4 separate regions of the Mus musculus genome follow, and all the other regions are linked to region 4. Evidence: chromatin contacts called from public Hi-C and HiChIP or PLAC-seq data. All regions are on one chromosome and are shown on one strand. The core of a region is the stretch at or near the end of the contact, and the rest is flanking DNA. Distances in the headings are between cores, read along the strand shown.

Region 1 (3,649 bases), core at 71-2,570, 200 kb before region 4:
TATGAATTTCACCACTGTTCAAGGCTCGACGAGTCTTCTGTAAATTGCCTTTAAATGTTGCTCTAGGATTCAATTAAGGTACTTGGGGTAATGTGATCTTTCAAGACTGGCTTTCAAGCCTTTAAGGTAGGACCAAAACCAACCATTAAGCAGGCTGACTTTTGTCATCACTGGTGCAGGGAGCAAGGTGCTATCAAGGACTTTTAAGCAAGAAAGTGACATGACTAAGATTTACACTTAAAACCATTCTTGTAGCATGAGAAGGAAAAAAGGAGAGGGCAGACAGACACAGAACAGGGTCTGCCATTCATCTATTCAGTCAAAGAGAGAAGCTTGCAGTTCAGTGGTAGCCAGTTTCCAGAGGGTGGAATAGTTGGGCCGGGTCAATGGTGCATGACATGGGCAGAGCAAGAGGAGAAAGGGGGTGTCAAAAGTGACCCTGGGTGTCCCAAATGGCCTTCTGTTTGATTCTGGGCAAATGTTGTCATCTCATAGAAAACCATAGTAGGGTTTCCAGGGGCCTGGAGTTCTCAACTCCCCTTTTTGGGTCACTCATGGACTGACTGGAGGAAGAGGTGGGGCCGGGACCACCACGCTGCTTGGCTATCTGTTGGGTTTTAAAAAGAGTCAGCGATGTTAAGAAAATATTACTGGTGACCATTGTTTTTAAAACAAACACTCATACTAGGCTCTACTAGATTAGACACACACACACATTCGATAAAGTCACCCATGCTAAATGTCTCTGTCTTTAAACTGAAACTAGCTGTTAGCAAACCTGAGAAATCAATCAAGAGCAAGAAAACTAACCAGATTTCCCAAACAGGCCCCTTTCAACTGGCATGACAATAAATTTCCTCTGCACGGGAAACACACACACACACACACACACACACACACACACACACAGAGAGAGAGAGAGAGAGAGAGAGAGAGAGAGAGAGAGAGAGAGAGAGAGAGAGACAGACAGACAGACAGACAGACACGCATGCAGGCAATCAGCTCTTTTTGAGTTACTGCCCTCTGCCTCCTTTACAGGGCATGTCCTGACTTGAGCAACACCTCCCATGCATTCTTTTCATTTTGGTTTTCCTTTCTCTAGCCTTCTGCTGCTATAAACCTCCCCCCTCTATTTAGACCACTGGCATTCTTATTCCGTTTTATGGCTTGAAATATGTGATTCTAGAGTTGAAACTAAAGCTGATTAAGATCTTTAAACTAAATTGTAATTTTGTCCTTCGGCTGTATCTAATTTTAAGGCCCTGGGTAGGGGGATTTCTCTTGCCTCTGACATCACAGACTCTTGCCTGTTCAGAGAGGAATTTCCTTTGCGAGTGCACCATCTGGGCCTCTGAGAGCCTGGCAAACGGCAGTCTCTAATGCACTGTGTTTTTATAGTGGGAAGCAAGCTTCAAGATGGCATCACAGCTCCATTTCCCTTTAGTCTAGGATCAAGTCCGGCTCTCCCTAATGATTAATTCAGTAAAGAATTTCATTCATAGAATGTAGAAATGACCTCTTCAATCCTCTCTGAGCTACCCAGAGAAAATTCCTTAAGGCCCAGACAGGGTCTGTTTAGTCTTGGTCTATAGCTGTCCTTTATCTCCGTTTTCAAAGGCGCTCCTCCACAAACCATGCCCGTATAATTTCCCCCTTTCTCCAATATAACAACATGTTTTCTGGCAGAAGACATGATTCTTGTGTTCGGTGGGAGCCGAGGTTAAAATGAACTTTGTCCACACCACTGTAGAGAAAGGGTTAAATGTTTAAAGTTGAAAGTTCAGCATCTGTGACTCACTTCCCCCTCTTATTTCCCTTAGCTATGAATTTAACAGAGATAATTAAACATCTCTAATTAGTTTGAACGAGTTTCCAAAAAAAAAAAAAAAAAAGGCCCTATCCTAGGGACCCAGGAAAGTTATCACCATGGGCGGTCCCCAGGGGCAGTCTCTTCCCTGGGATGTGTGGAGCTGAGAAGCAGCTCTGAAGCACAGGGGATGGCTTGAGGAAGTATCACGGTTCAAACACTTTGCAAACTGGTGGGGCCTTCTCTCATTTCCTCTATTTTTTCTCTGTGTGTGTCACACATATATGCACACCTAAATAAGATGGCCTAAATATATTAGCAAATTCATACTTGGGGCTGTTGTAGTTCTTCATTTAAAAAAAAAAAAGAAAAGAAGAGAAGAGAAAAATGAGAAAGTATTAACTGAAGGTAACAGACCTCCAGTTTAATCTGGCATCCTATTTTAAAATGAAAACAACAACAACAACAAAGAAATCAAAGCAAAGAGCTAAATGATCCACATAATTAGCATCATCCTGTCTGAAAGACGCAGGCCTCCAGTCTGCACATCAACATGTACCAGGCAGCCCTTAAGTGATCCTAAATACCAAAGCATGCCCAGGCTGCAGTTCCTGAGGACTGTAGCTGAAACTTCCAACATAACAAACCTCAAAACATTTGGTTTCCAGCAGGAACCGGATATGTTAGACATTTCGCCCAGGTCTGGGGTAAAGAGCGCTGCTTTAACAGAAGGGAGGGAAAGGAGGAAGGGGGGAGGGAGAGATGAGAGAGAGAGAGAGAGAGAGAGAGAGAGAGAGAGAGAGAGAGAGAAGGAGCTAAAGAGCAGAGCTGATGATGGACAACAGCATTCAGTTATGGGCTGAAAATAGAAAGAGTCTTTGGCAAGGTTTGGAGGAGACAATATGCTATTAAAGATAATTTTCAGAAAGAGATAAAAATCATGACTCGCATACAAAAATAAAAATACCCACATTAAGGAACGTATTTACTCTAGATAGCAGGAAGCCAGGCAGATGTTCAAATGAGAAACCAACACACACACACACACACACACACACACACACACACACACACACACATACACACACACACTTCTGTAGGGTAAAGAAATGTTGAGATGCATTTCAAATGGAAACAAAACTGGTTTTTCCCCAAAGGAGGAGGCAGCTAATTAGATCAGACAGGACACAATTTCCATATCTATTACTTATCATTTATAGACCATTGTGAAACAGCTCAAAGACAATGAACAGTGGGATCTGAGCCAATGAAAGCTGGGCCCTGAGGGTCCACAGTTTGCCCCCAAGACACCATTTTCCCCTACAATATGCATAAAAGTTATCAAGAGGATGTAAGCGTCTCTGGAAGGACTGCCCATTCCTAGAGAAGACAATGTCACAAGCTGGTTTAAGTCCCTAAGAGGTAGGGGAAGACACTATTGGAATTTCTGTGCCAAGGATTGAGATAGTAAGCAGTGGGCAGAGCCCAATAATTGTATTGTTGATTGAATTCAATTACTTCACAAGCATAGATGCATGCATAGAATTCGAAAGCCAGTGAAAGTGATTGTAATAGACCTACTAGCAGGAGGTCCCCATTTCACTAGGAAACCCAGAGAGTCTGGGCTGGTATCTGATCAAGATCATAGAGCTGTGCTCAGAGTTTTTACTTCCGAGGGACCATCATTAGATAGACTGAAGAGGACTCCAATCATGGATGATAAGTATACATGTTTGATAAAGATACTGAGCTCTGGAGATGAATCTAGAATGTTCATCACAAAGAAGACCTGCATCTGCAGCAAATCCTATAGTATACAACACGCCCCTCAAGTCAGTTCTA
Region 2 (3,837 bases), core at 505-3,004, 140 kb after region 4:
TGAGGGCAAGACCATAGCCCTGCAGTCCTCCATGCAATCCAAATGTGGTCCAAAAGACTCACATTCATAGCTCCCACAACAGTGCAGGTTCGAGAGGCAAGGGAGGGAAGAGCACACCAGCTCCAGGGTGGGCAGGAGATGATGGAGGTGTCTATGCTTGCAGCTCTGCGCAGCGTGCCTTTTCTATTTTCTTTTCTTCCAGTGCACTGCCATGTCATTTTTAAAAACCATATGTAGGTTGTTGCAAGAGAAATAAGTCTTAGATGTCGCCTGGCTCATACTTGGGGCCCTGGAAATGTATTGACAGAATGAAGAAATCCTTTCCAGGGATTCTCAGTATACTGAGGCAACAGAGATGATGACAAAGCCCATACATATATTTAAACATGAAGTCAGAACTGATATTTAAGTCTCCAGACACCAGCCCTTTCTCTTGATGCTTTGCTGAGCAGTACCCAGAAGGAACTGTAACAGGGACGCAGGGATCCAGGGATGAAGGGAAGGCCTCTTTCAGGCAGTCACCGTCTCTGCTCCTTGGTTCTTATACCCATTCCCACCCCAGAGGCTTCCTGTGGGAGGTGATATGACGGAGCTGGCCATCTCCCCTTGCTGTGGAAGCATTTGTGCTCATGAGAGGACGATAACCCATCATTCCGCTACTGTGGGTCCCACAGTGTCACCAAGATCAGATGAGGCCTTTTGACAACATCATCTTATGTCGTTCTCATATTAACCTTAAGATGTCCACTAGATGTACACTTTAAAAGACTACCTTTTCCCTAGGAGGTTTTAGGGTCACAACAAAATTAAGCAGAGAGTGTAGACTTCCTTTTGTTTTTACCTGCTCCCAGCCTGCCTGAACTTCAATATCTCCTACCAGGATGGCCCTTTTGATGCAACAGATGCGCCAACATTGGCACCTCATTATCCCCCAAAGTCCACAGATTCTGTTGCAGGTTACCCTGGGCATTAAAGTCACGACACAAGAGATTGTATCTTTTAGCATCTACTTACAGAGGCGAACAGCTGGGGACCAGAAGTTAAGATGAAGGTCACACGGGAGGAGGTGGCTGGGATTCTAGCCTGGATCTTCAGGATTTTATACCCAGCCTTGTGGCTTCTTGAGGAGGGTCCACCATGACGGGTACGGGCCAGCTGCTGAGTGGAGCTTCCACCTGTGGGGTTTGCAGATAAACCTACATTGGCTTTCTTTTGTAGTAAGTGGTTTCCTGTTAACTCACACTCATGGGCTTTCTCACAGAGAGTGTGAGTTGCCTGCTGAATGGAGTGACCAGATAGGTTGGGGCTGGAGACATTCCTATAGTGACTGACTCAGATATCAGACATCAGAACATTAACATGCGTCGATTACCATGAAATCAGATATCTGCACCACAGGAAGGTGTATCCAGACCTTCTCCTAGGCTATTTCTCCCTCATCTCTAGGTACCCCAAAGACTCAGGGTATAAGGTAAACATCCGTTCTTGCTCCTTTAGGGCATTTCTGGCTTATTCTGGTCAAGCTCCGCCTCCCTGTATGTTGTCCAGCCATTCCAGTCCACAATGGCTCAGCCTGTGTAGACTGGACTGTGGGCAGCCAGCCTAGACTTTCCCCATAAGTGTTTGTGTAGACCAGTGGAAAGAGTGTAGCTCTGAAGCAACCATCTATGTTTTACCCTCTTAGCTCATGGCTTTGGGCACAGCCCTGTTTCCTGAGCTGATAATTGTGGTTTAAGGCCAGGAAGGGGGCTTAGGAACCAGAGACCATAACATAATTCCCATTGCACCACAGCTGTGTTCAGCAGCTGGCATCCCTCATCCCCAAGTGAGATGCTCAACTCTGAAGAACCTCCCATCTTTAAAGTATGCCAGATGGGGCTGCCAGACAGAGGCCGGGGGGGGGGGGGTCTCAAAGCCCAGTTCTCTCGTCCAGCAGCCTGACAAACAGCAACCAGTTTGCGTTTGTTAGAGGCATTACTACAACTCATGAAGCAGGACTTCAGCCACTATTAGATTTCCTCTGCCGACACCAGGCGTCACTTTTGGTTTTCCTGTGAGGTGCCTGACATCTTCCCCTCCTGCAATCACTAGGCAATGCTTCACTGCCACTTCTAAGCTAGGGACAATGATCTTCCCCCGGGGAACAGCAGTGACTTCAGAGGGTGTCCAGGCTTCCACCAGCACTCCAGGTCTATCACAAGACTGTCTGGAGCAGGCCCAGGATAGCCTTCACAAAGTCCCCCAGTGAGTCTGTTTTCAGTGCCGTTGCCCCCATAGGATAACTGCCTCATGGTCTGTCTTTCCAGAGAGAGATAGAGATAGAGATAGAGATAGAGATAGAGATAGAGATAGAGATAGAGATAGAGATAGAGATAGAGATAGAGATAGAGATAGGGATAGAGAGAGAGAGAGAGAGAGATAGAGAGAGAGAGCCTGAGCTGGAAGGACCGGAAGGGATGAAATAAAACTCACTCATCAGTTGTTCAAGAATTTTTAAAAAGTTACTGCCCCAAATACTTTATAGGCAGAGGTACTGCTGGCTGGGTGTGGAAATACACTCCAGATCCACACATATATCAGTTTAAATACCAGCTCAGCAATTACTAATTGCATGCTCATCTCAAGTTACTTCTCTTAGCTTTTAGTGTTATTTTCCCAGTGTTAGAATGGATGGTAATCTTTACTTCAAAGACTTATAATTCACTAGAGACATACAAAACACAGAGCCAAGCATTGCCTCTCAACTCAAAATCTTCAGTGCCCGCCGACTTTGAAATTCTTGGCTTGTGTCTCCTTTCCCCACTGGTGTAATGTTCATCATCACCACTAGATGGAGATAGCGAGGCATCTCAAGGCTTAGTGTCGTAGCCAACAGCACAAGGGAGTTCCAGGTCCCATCTCCAGTGAGTGTCTCCAGTACCCAGCAGGAAGCCTCCTGGGCCCCAACGTCAATCCTTTAAAGAAAATAACTGCCTTTTATTCTTGGTAATTGCATGTGCATGTGAGTTAGCTTTCCCTATTTAAGTTGTGGGTGTGACATAGCAGGTGTTTTGAAATGGCAGTACTCCAGCTCTCACCTTTAGAAGGTTGGTGCTAAACATGATTTCATAAGAGAAAGTGGCCACGCACCATCAGAGGCTATGGCGACTCTAGAATTTGTATCCTCAGTCTGAGCCAATTACCACTTCCTTCCGGGTGGGGGGCGGGGTGTCGGACGGGTTACTCCTGTACAGACCTCTGCTGCCGTCTAGGGAAAACCTTATCCCACGAGTGTCTACTGTTTTCCCTCTGCAGACAATGGCATTTGGGGGTGAACTGAAGTCTTTGCATGCAGTATCTGAGTCAGTGGCCTGATCTGTTACACAGCCATACGGGGATGGGGGCGGACAGAAATGACATAGGTGAAATCCAGGATTCCTTTATTGGGCTTTGGGCTACTCCTATCTGGTAAGAACTCCGTATTAGACTTGGGGAACAAGTGAAGGCTTCAAGGGCCATGTCAAACTAATTGAAGAAACTAATTAGGGCCAGACTGAGGCATAACTTTAAGGGACCCACTTCAGCCTCCAATGCTCACATTGTGAGTTACTGCTCTTGGTTAACCACAGCCCGGAGCAGACTTCTGGCAGGCTCTTTGCCTGCAGGGCCCGCTGTGGGGCTGGACAGTTATTGGTAGGTTCGCCACTAGGTGTCACTGTCTCACCAGCATCTGTCCAGGGATGATGGCTAACTCCAGGTAGGTGGAAGAGGTTGTTCATTTTCATGCCGATAAACATCCAAGGTAGAGAGAGACGCATCTGCTCCCATGCTGTGTGGAGAGAGCGCGGTCCCGCATAC
Region 3 (3,600 bases), core at 29-2,528, 220 kb before region 4:
CAGCCGTTGATTTGCAATGTTTCCTTGCCCTTTTCTGCCGGAGAAAAACCAACTAAAGAAACAGAACAAATTTATTCTTCTCTCTGTCTGGCTCCCATTTACAGAGCTCTGCCCCCCTCCATTTCTCCCATCTCTGACCACACTTCTGCAAAGTGTGGCTTTGCATATAGGAAATGATCTTGTTTCACATAACTAGCAACGGTGGCGATGATGAACAGCAGTAGAATGCAGGGTCTTCATCTTTCAAGTCCCATTGGGCAGCAAATTGATGATTTGCATTTTGCTATTCTTCTCTGTTAAGAGGACATTTTCGATGTATCTCATCAACAAGGAAGCTGATGCCAGAGAGCTTCACAATACACTGTGTTTGCAACCAAAAAAAGAGGAAAAAAAGAGCAGTACTAGAATCAATTATATACTAGTAAATGTGTTAACAGCCAGCTAGCTGAGAGAAAGAGCAAGTAAGAAATGCAGCCCCTCTAGTTTAATGTCCCCAGTTACCAAGGAGCAAATGCTTTCTCTGCGGCCAACTTCATAAAACTGGCATGGGACCAAATTTGACTCTGCTGAGCACATCTCTGGAATCCCAAATATTCACCTCCTAAGTCATAAGAACACAGACTTAGATTCCTTTTTTTTTTTTTTTTTTCTTTTTTTTAATTAAAGGAATGAGCCTATCTCAAAAGCAAGAGCTATCCCCAGGTCAGGAAAGAAAAACTACCGCAAAACAAATATCTGGTACAGTATTTTTTTCAAACTGAATAATGACTCAAAATAGTTGTAAAAATCAACTTGCTTATTTGTGGGGTTGCAACCAAGATTTTTTCAAGAAAGAAAAAAAAAAGGGGGGTCAGAGGACAACAGAAGAAGAAACAGCAACTATATATTTTTTTTGGGAATGTTGGTTTTCTCCATGGATGTGGGTGGCTATCTGTGCTGGATATATATATATTTGCTGTGTCTCACAGTCAAATGCTTAAGCACCAACCTGGTGAATCTAGCTCTCTAGAAAGTTGTATATAAGAGAGTCACAATTGGGAGGGGGGGAGGATAAGTACCCCGAGAACCCTCTCTGCACGGGAAATGGATCTGGGGCAGCCCAGGCAGGGTACGGGCACAGGGTGAGGGTGAAGGGCTCAGCAGACCTCTGTCCCCTGTTCTCCTCCAAGGCTAAGGGTGAGCTACAGGAAGCAAGTGCCACCAGAGCCTGGAGGACAGAGGCAGCGTGCATGAGAAGGAGAAAGCTCCACCGGAAATTCGCTGCAAGCTAGCTGCCTCGGGAGCCCACCACAACCTTTACCAGACAACCAGCACTGCAAGATAAAAATAACCTCACGGTCTCGGCCCTGCTGTGCAGGGGCAAGGAAGAACACACCATGTAGGGGGCTCTCATGTCAAGGGGCTGGGTTTGGGATCATGCAGTTGACACTATGTGGAGCCACAATTTCCTGTTCTACAATTAAAGGTCAGTTTTCCTACCCAAGGATATCAGGACCTGGAACCAGGAGTGGGATCCTCTAGGTATAGAGTCTCTGTTCACCTGTTTATTCCTTAGCCTAGGATGGCTTTGTTTGTTTGTTTGTTTTTGCTTTGTTTTGTTTTTTAATGACTCGTGCTATGGACTGGGCAAATGGTTCAGATGGTAAAGTGTTTGTCTCAAAAGTAGGACTTTAGTTTGGATTCTCAGTGCTTCCATAAAAAAAGCTAGGCATGACACTGTAATCCCAGGGCCAGGGAGGCAGAGACAGGAGGTTCCCTGAGGCTCCTGGCTAGCTAGGTAGTCTAGCTGTACTGGTGAGACTCCAGGTTCAGTGAGAGATCCTGATTAAAAAACTACAGTGGAGAGGCAACTGAAGACACACACACACACACACACACACACACACACACACACACACACACACACAAAGAATAATATTAAAAAGTCACTCATTTTAAGACCTTGTGGTTGGGGATGCATCCTTATTCTCTATGCGAAAGCCGGGTTAGCAGCTTTTACTCAAAGGATCACCCCTCCAGAGGGTGCTCTGGGGACAGCGAGAAGCCCTCTCCTTAGCTAATGCCTGCTCACACTTTAACCCCAAGGCTCATTACCTTAGTAGACAACTTACCTAGAAGACTCCACTCTCAGAAAACAAAGAGCTGGAGGTTTCATTTCTGCCTGGTCTCAGAGTATGGTGGCTCGTGAGTGAGCCAGTTTAAGCCTTGCTTTCAACTTCTCTTGCCTGTCTTAGAAACCACCACATCCCTCAGTGATGAACAGTGCTCAGGAGGACATTGTGAGTTTGCAAGGTGCATTTGCTTGCTTTTCATTAGTTTCTGTAGCGTTTCTTGAACAGGCATCCACACCACTCAGGAGTTTGAGAGAAAGAACAAATTGACATGTATGTTGTCATAAACAATTAAGTGAAGTTTAGCATTTCCTGCCATCAGGGGTGTAGGGGACAAGCCACAGCAATGTCAGCGGGACCCGCTTTTCACCAGCAGAAGTCACGAGTGCTTTCTTTTTTTTTTTTTTTCATGCCACACTTGTTGTGGGCATCATGAAATAACACTTGTCGTCATGGCAACCTCAAAACACACCTGCTGCTGGATTGTACCGTGCAGTGCTTTAAGAAAGAGGAGATGTAGGACTTTTCCATGTATCTATGTGTTTCTAAAATATCTTTCAATAGCTGCATCTTAGCAGAATTGATGTTCTTTGCAGCTTCCTGCATCTTAGGGTATTTAAAGCATTATTCTGAAAGGAGAATCAAAACTCCCTCAAGTTTCTGAAATGATTCACGACGCGCAAAAGAATCCCTCTGTCCCTCCCTCCGTCCCTCCCTCCCTTCTTGCCTAAAAACTGGTGGTACTGTGACCCTGAGCAGAGCCATAGCCGTGTACAAAGGCAAGGAGGATGTACCCCTATTCCATAAGGCCCAGGGAAAAACAAGAAAATCAACAACTGCACAGTAACCTGGAGGTAATCCATGGGTGGAAGTTACACAAGAGGCATGACTGAGAAGCCAGGGAGAGCTTGTGGAACTTGGGGTAGTGAGGAACTGGTAGCTGCCACCTTGTTTCTTTCTCTGAATGCCTGGTCCACTTCTAACCACGATGAGAGTCCATCTACCAAACCAAATAAGCTGCTAATGGAGCCGTGCTTTCCTAGGCGTGCACCTGATGTATAGCAGGTGATCTCTAGAATTGAGGTCAGGTGAGAGGGAGACTCATGAGACTCAGGAGGTGTCTTGGGGTTTTACTGCTGTGAACAGACACCATGACCAAGACAACTCTTATAAGGACAACATTTAATTGGGGCTGGCTTACAGGTTCAGAGGTTTAGTTCGTTATCATCAAGGCAGGAGCATGGCAACATCCAGGCAGGAACTGAGAGCTCTACATCTTCATCTGAAGGCTGCTAGAAGAATATTGGTTTCCAGGCAGCTAGGATGAGGGTCTTAAATCCTACACCCACAAAGACACACCTACTTCAACAGGCCACACCTACAACAGGATCACACCTTCTAATAATGCCACTCCTTGAGCCAAGCTTATATAAACCATCACAGGAGGCAAATAAAACATGCAAGATTTGAGCCCCATCCCAAGCTTTAT
Region 4 (3,801 bases), core at 109-2,608:
TAGGAACTTACAAAAGACATGTGACTTCTCTGTGCAGATGAAGCGAACAGATTGGGTAAGATCAGAGTGCACTCAGTGTTCCGTAGTCATGGGGCAGGCGGCACTCTACAAGGTCATCATGGTGCTCTGAGAGCATCCCTCATCTTGAGCTGATGGCTGTTGGTTTCTAGTCCCAGCTCCTGCCTCCTCTGGTACTGGGAAGAGGCCGCTGCCAATCAGTGAGCAGTGCGTGCTTGTCTTTCCCTTGGGGATTGTTCCAGTCCTTTCTCCTTAGCAACAGTGAATTCTTCTTTCTGCTTAGGCTACTGGGCTTGTCAGACTGTTTTGGTAGGGAGGCCAGGTGTTTAGCGTCTGAAAAAGAAAACAGGAATGGAAACAGTCTTCCCTGATTGGTAAGGCCCCTTTCCATCCTGTTTCATCGCCATTCATCACTGAGGCAGCAGGCAGCGCGCCTGCCGTCAGGGTGAACGTGTCTTGTGGCTGCCGTGGGCCCTTCAGATTCAGGTTGACTCAGTTCCTGAAGTGGTGCTTGGGTAGGTTTACATGAACAGAAACAGCTGTGTGTGTGGTGGTGGTGGCTCACACCTGTAATCTCAGCACTTGAAGGGCAGGCGAATCTCTGAGTCTGCCGCTAACCTGGTCTACAGAGTGAGTTCCAGGACATGGGGTGGGCATGGGAGGGTTTCCTGACCATTGACTTTTAAATCATTTATAGTGTATTTTTCTTGTTGAAAAATGAATCCTGTAGTGAGGGCTCTTAAACTCGCAACCATCACTTCTAAAAGTTAGCCTTCCCCTCTTGCCGTTACTTGTGCTTTCAGTTTTCTATACAGATGTGTCTGCTTTATAAATGCAGTACTGCATGCAGCCTGGTCCTCCCAGCTTTCTCAGCACCTTCTCTCCCTCCTCCTCCTCCTCCTTCTCTTCTTTCTCTTTTATGGACACTTGCAGTTAAAGCGTTCTGTTCTTATTCTGTAATGAAATACACTTGACAAAAGGTTCTGACCTCTTCAACATCCTGGATCTCCATAGACACTTAGGCTTGCAGGTGTCTGCCCTGCCACACCTTGCCTGGCCTCAGCTGCTCTCTGAAGTAGATTCTAGGGCCTCTTCATTCTTGCATCTGTCGTGCCAGCAAAGCCAGTCCTACGTGGACAATGCTGTCACATTCTTCTACCAGCTTGAGATGTGACTAGGTCCCCTTTGGAGCACTGCTATCAGCTTCCACGTGCTTATACTGGAGAACACTTACCCAGACAGCTGCTTTCAAGGCAAGGGGAGCACTCTCAGCTACATTTCCTGATCAGGCTCTCTTTTCAAGTAAAATTTCCTTCTCACAAGTTGGAGCCCTTAATGGGTAAAGTCTTTCTCTTTGGGCTCATTTCCTGTTGTCACAGAGCACAGCCAGGTGTTTCTGTGGCTGTAAGGTTTAACTTTTGAGCTCTTTCCTCCTCAATAGACTGCATTTTCTTTTAAGTCTTACCCCCACTCCCAGGGTTTGTTTCTGTTGCTCTGGCTATCCTGGATCTAGCTCTATCTGGATCTATCCTGACTTTTTCTTCTTCTCTTTTTAACTGTAAACCTGGGTAAATCTAGTAAAAAGTAGCCATGCCACAGAATAAAATGCTCTCTTGTCTGAGAATTTCCTCTGCCAAACAGAAGTGATTAGCTTTAAATTCACTTCACCGGTGTTTTCAAGACACAGGCAGATTCTTTGATGTAATTACGAACAGGACAGATGAGAGTTCCATCTTGTGGGGGTGACAGTCCATTACCTAAAACATCCTCTTCAGCTGTGAGCTTGTCTTAGGGTTTTACTGCTGTGAACAGACAGCATGACCAAGACAAGTTTTATAAAAAAACAACATTTAATATGGGCTGGCTTACAGGTTCAGAGGTTCATTCCATCATCAAGGTGGGAGCATGGCAGCATCCAAGCAGGCATGGCATAGGCAGAGCTGAGAGTTCTACATCTTCATCCAAAGGCTGCTAGTGGAAGACTGAGGATCTTATGCCCACACCCACAGTGACACACCCACTCCAACCAGGTCACACCCATTCCAACAAGGCCACACCTCCAAATGATGCCACTCCCTGGTCCAAGAATATACAAACCATCACAGAGCTTATTCACCCTGTCTTTTCTGCTTTTCATTTGAATGAAAAACTTTCTTTTTTCTTTCTGTTAAATGAGGTAGAAGTTGACTGTTACTCTGTTTTATCAGAAAACCAGAGATCCACTTACCTATGCCTCTCAAGCCCTGGGGTTAAAAGCATGTGTCACCATGATCAGCCCATAAAGCTTTTAATTTTAAACAAACCAGCAGAAACATTGAGAAGTGCTTTAATGAATAATCTGTGTGTATTTCTGTGGTGGTAGGCTCGTGCATAGAAGAACATGCCCTGTATTTCCTCTATTGCTGTTCACTTATGCCTTGAGTTAGTGTTTCCCACACCAGAAGCCAGCGAGCCTCCCTCAGCAGCCCTCCTGTCTCCATGCACACTGGAGGAACTGCAGCTGTGAAGCAGGTCCAGCAACAGCACTGGCCAGCCCTGGTTAGGGAGCTCTACCTAGCCGCCCAACGCAAGAAACCAAGACTACAGCACATCCTTATGCCCAACTTCAGTTTAAATTCCAAACCATTTACATGTAAGTCCTAGTTTATTTTATAACTAGTGGAGAAAGGCTTGATCAAAGGGGATTAAAAAAAATCCAACCCCTCAAACACTATGAAACAATTCAACATTGACAGTGAATGAGCTATGAGCATGTGTGGTAGAATGAAACACAAACATGACATTGAAAGAGGAGCAGAAACAGGTCATAGATTTGAATATCCACAAGTAAGGCTTTCTAAAAGAGCTTTAGAAGGAAATACACTCAGTACAAAAAGAAACAACTACAAAGTTGTATCCACGGCTACTTATTCCCAAAAGAGGACACTTGGGAGGCTGTGGTAGGAGTTTGAGCCTAGATTCTGGACAATATAAAGGAGAAATGAAAGGGGAGCAAACCGGCTCACTGTGTAAGAGCTCTCATTTGTAACACACACTTTCCTTCTGAATATTCAATCTAAATTATAACCACGGGTACTAGAAATGTTAATTTAACAAACCTGGCAAGCATTTCAACATTCATTTGTGTCAGGAATTCGATGTAGATGGTATGCTGGAAGATTTTAGTAGACAGTCTTCGTGTATTCTTTGATAACAAAAGATTATCTTTTTAAAAGAAATTTTATTTATTTATTTTATTGGGTATTTATTTCATTTACATTTCCAACGCTATCCCAAAAGTCCCCCATACCCTCCCCCCACTCCCCTACCCCCCCACTCCCCCTTTTTGGCCCTGGCGTTCCCCTGTACTGGGGCATATAAAGTTTGCAAATCCAATGGGCCTCTCTTTCCAGTGATGGCCGACTAAGCCATCTTTTGATACATATGCAGCTAGAGTCAAGAGCTCCGGGGTACTGGTTAGTTCATAATGTTGTTCCACCTGTAGGGTTGCAGATCCCTTTAGCTCCTTGGGTACTTTCTCTAGCTCCTCCATTGGGGGCCCTGTGATCCATCCAATAGCTGACTGTGAGCATCCACTTCTGTGTTTGCTAGGCCCGGCATAGTCTCACAAGAGACAGCTCTATCTGGGTCCTTACAGCAAAGTCTTGCAAGTGTATGCAATGGTGTCAGCGTTTGGAAGCTGATTATGGGATGGATCCCCGGATATGGCAGATTCTAGATGGTCCATCCTTTCGTCACACTTCCAAACTTTGTCTCTGTAACTCCTTCCATGGGTGTTTTGTT

The links. Hi-C and Micro-C count contacts between places; a contact is called where the count stands out from the background. HiChIP or PLAC-seq counts read pairs in DNA pulled down with a chosen protein or histone mark.
Region 1: a contact with region 4 is called in an H3K27ac HiChIP or PLAC-seq map of thymic regulatory T cells, with 3 times the contacts expected there. The contact joins two enhancer-like sites. A contact is called at or near these places in 2 of 484 Hi-C or Micro-C datasets (CD4 T cells and cardiomyocytes), 1 of 115 datasets of contacts at active chromatin or transcription factors (thymic regulatory T cells) and 1 of 9 other capture datasets (liver).
Region 2: a contact with region 4 is called in a Hi-C map of CD8 T cells, with 2.7 times the contacts expected there. The contact joins two enhancer-like sites. A contact is called at or near these places in 2 of 15 datasets of contacts at CTCF or cohesin (the NIH/3T3 cell line and large pre-B cells), 22 of 484 Hi-C or Micro-C datasets (the C2C12 cell line, CD8 T cells, the HL-1 cell line and 15 more), 5 of 115 datasets of contacts at active chromatin or transcription factors (astrocytes, cardiomyocytes, fibro-adipogenic progenitors and 1 more) and 2 of 9 other capture datasets (adipose tissue and pancreatic islet).
Region 3: a contact with region 4 is called in an H3K27ac HiChIP or PLAC-seq map of double positive thymocytes, with 6 read pairs. The contact joins two enhancer-like sites. A contact is called at or near these places in 1 of 15 datasets of contacts at CTCF or cohesin (large pre-B cells), 5 of 484 Hi-C or Micro-C datasets (CD4 T cells, CD8 T cells and double positive thymocytes), 4 of 115 datasets of contacts at active chromatin or transcription factors (cardiomyocytes, double positive thymocytes, effector CD8 T cells and 1 more) and 2 of 9 other capture datasets (adipose tissue and liver).

Annotation. Positions count from the first base shown.
Region 1 is chr17:72,965,116-72,968,764 of GRCm38.p6, forward strand. No RefSeq gene overlaps it. Among named protein-coding and RNA genes, the nearest start is that of Gm23649, 21 kb to the right of the region's middle. Within about 2 kb of position 1,321, at least 106 of the 459 cell types and tissues checked have an H3K27ac peak or open chromatin away from gene starts, as enhancers often do. A contact at or near this core is called in thymic regulatory T cells, where this site is marked.
Region 2 is chr17:73,298,622-73,302,458 of GRCm38.p6, forward strand. No RefSeq gene overlaps it. Among named protein-coding and RNA genes, the nearest start is that of E330032C10Rik, 50 kb to the left of the region's middle. Within about 2 kb of position 1,755, at least 41 of the 459 cell types and tissues checked have an H3K27ac peak or open chromatin away from gene starts, as enhancers often do. A contact at or near this core is called in CD8 T cells, where this site is marked.
Region 3 is chr17:72,947,098-72,950,697 of GRCm38.p6, forward strand. No RefSeq gene overlaps it. Among named protein-coding and RNA genes, the nearest start is that of Lbh, 31 kb to the left of the region's middle. Within about 2 kb of position 1,279, at least 87 of the 459 cell types and tissues checked have an H3K27ac peak or open chromatin away from gene starts, as enhancers often do. A contact at or near this core is called in CD8 T cells, double positive thymocytes, effector CD8 T cells and 1 more, where this site is marked.
Region 4 is chr17:73,162,528-73,166,328 of GRCm38.p6, forward strand. All of the region lies in intron 2 of Lclat1 (lysocardiolipin acyltransferase 1), which reads left to right. Among named protein-coding and RNA genes, the nearest start is that of Lclat1, 56 kb to the left of the region's middle. Within about 2 kb of position 1,359, at least 52 of the 459 cell types and tissues checked have an H3K27ac peak or open chromatin away from gene starts, as enhancers often do. A contact at or near this core is called in CD8 T cells, double positive thymocytes, effector CD8 T cells and 2 more, where this site is marked.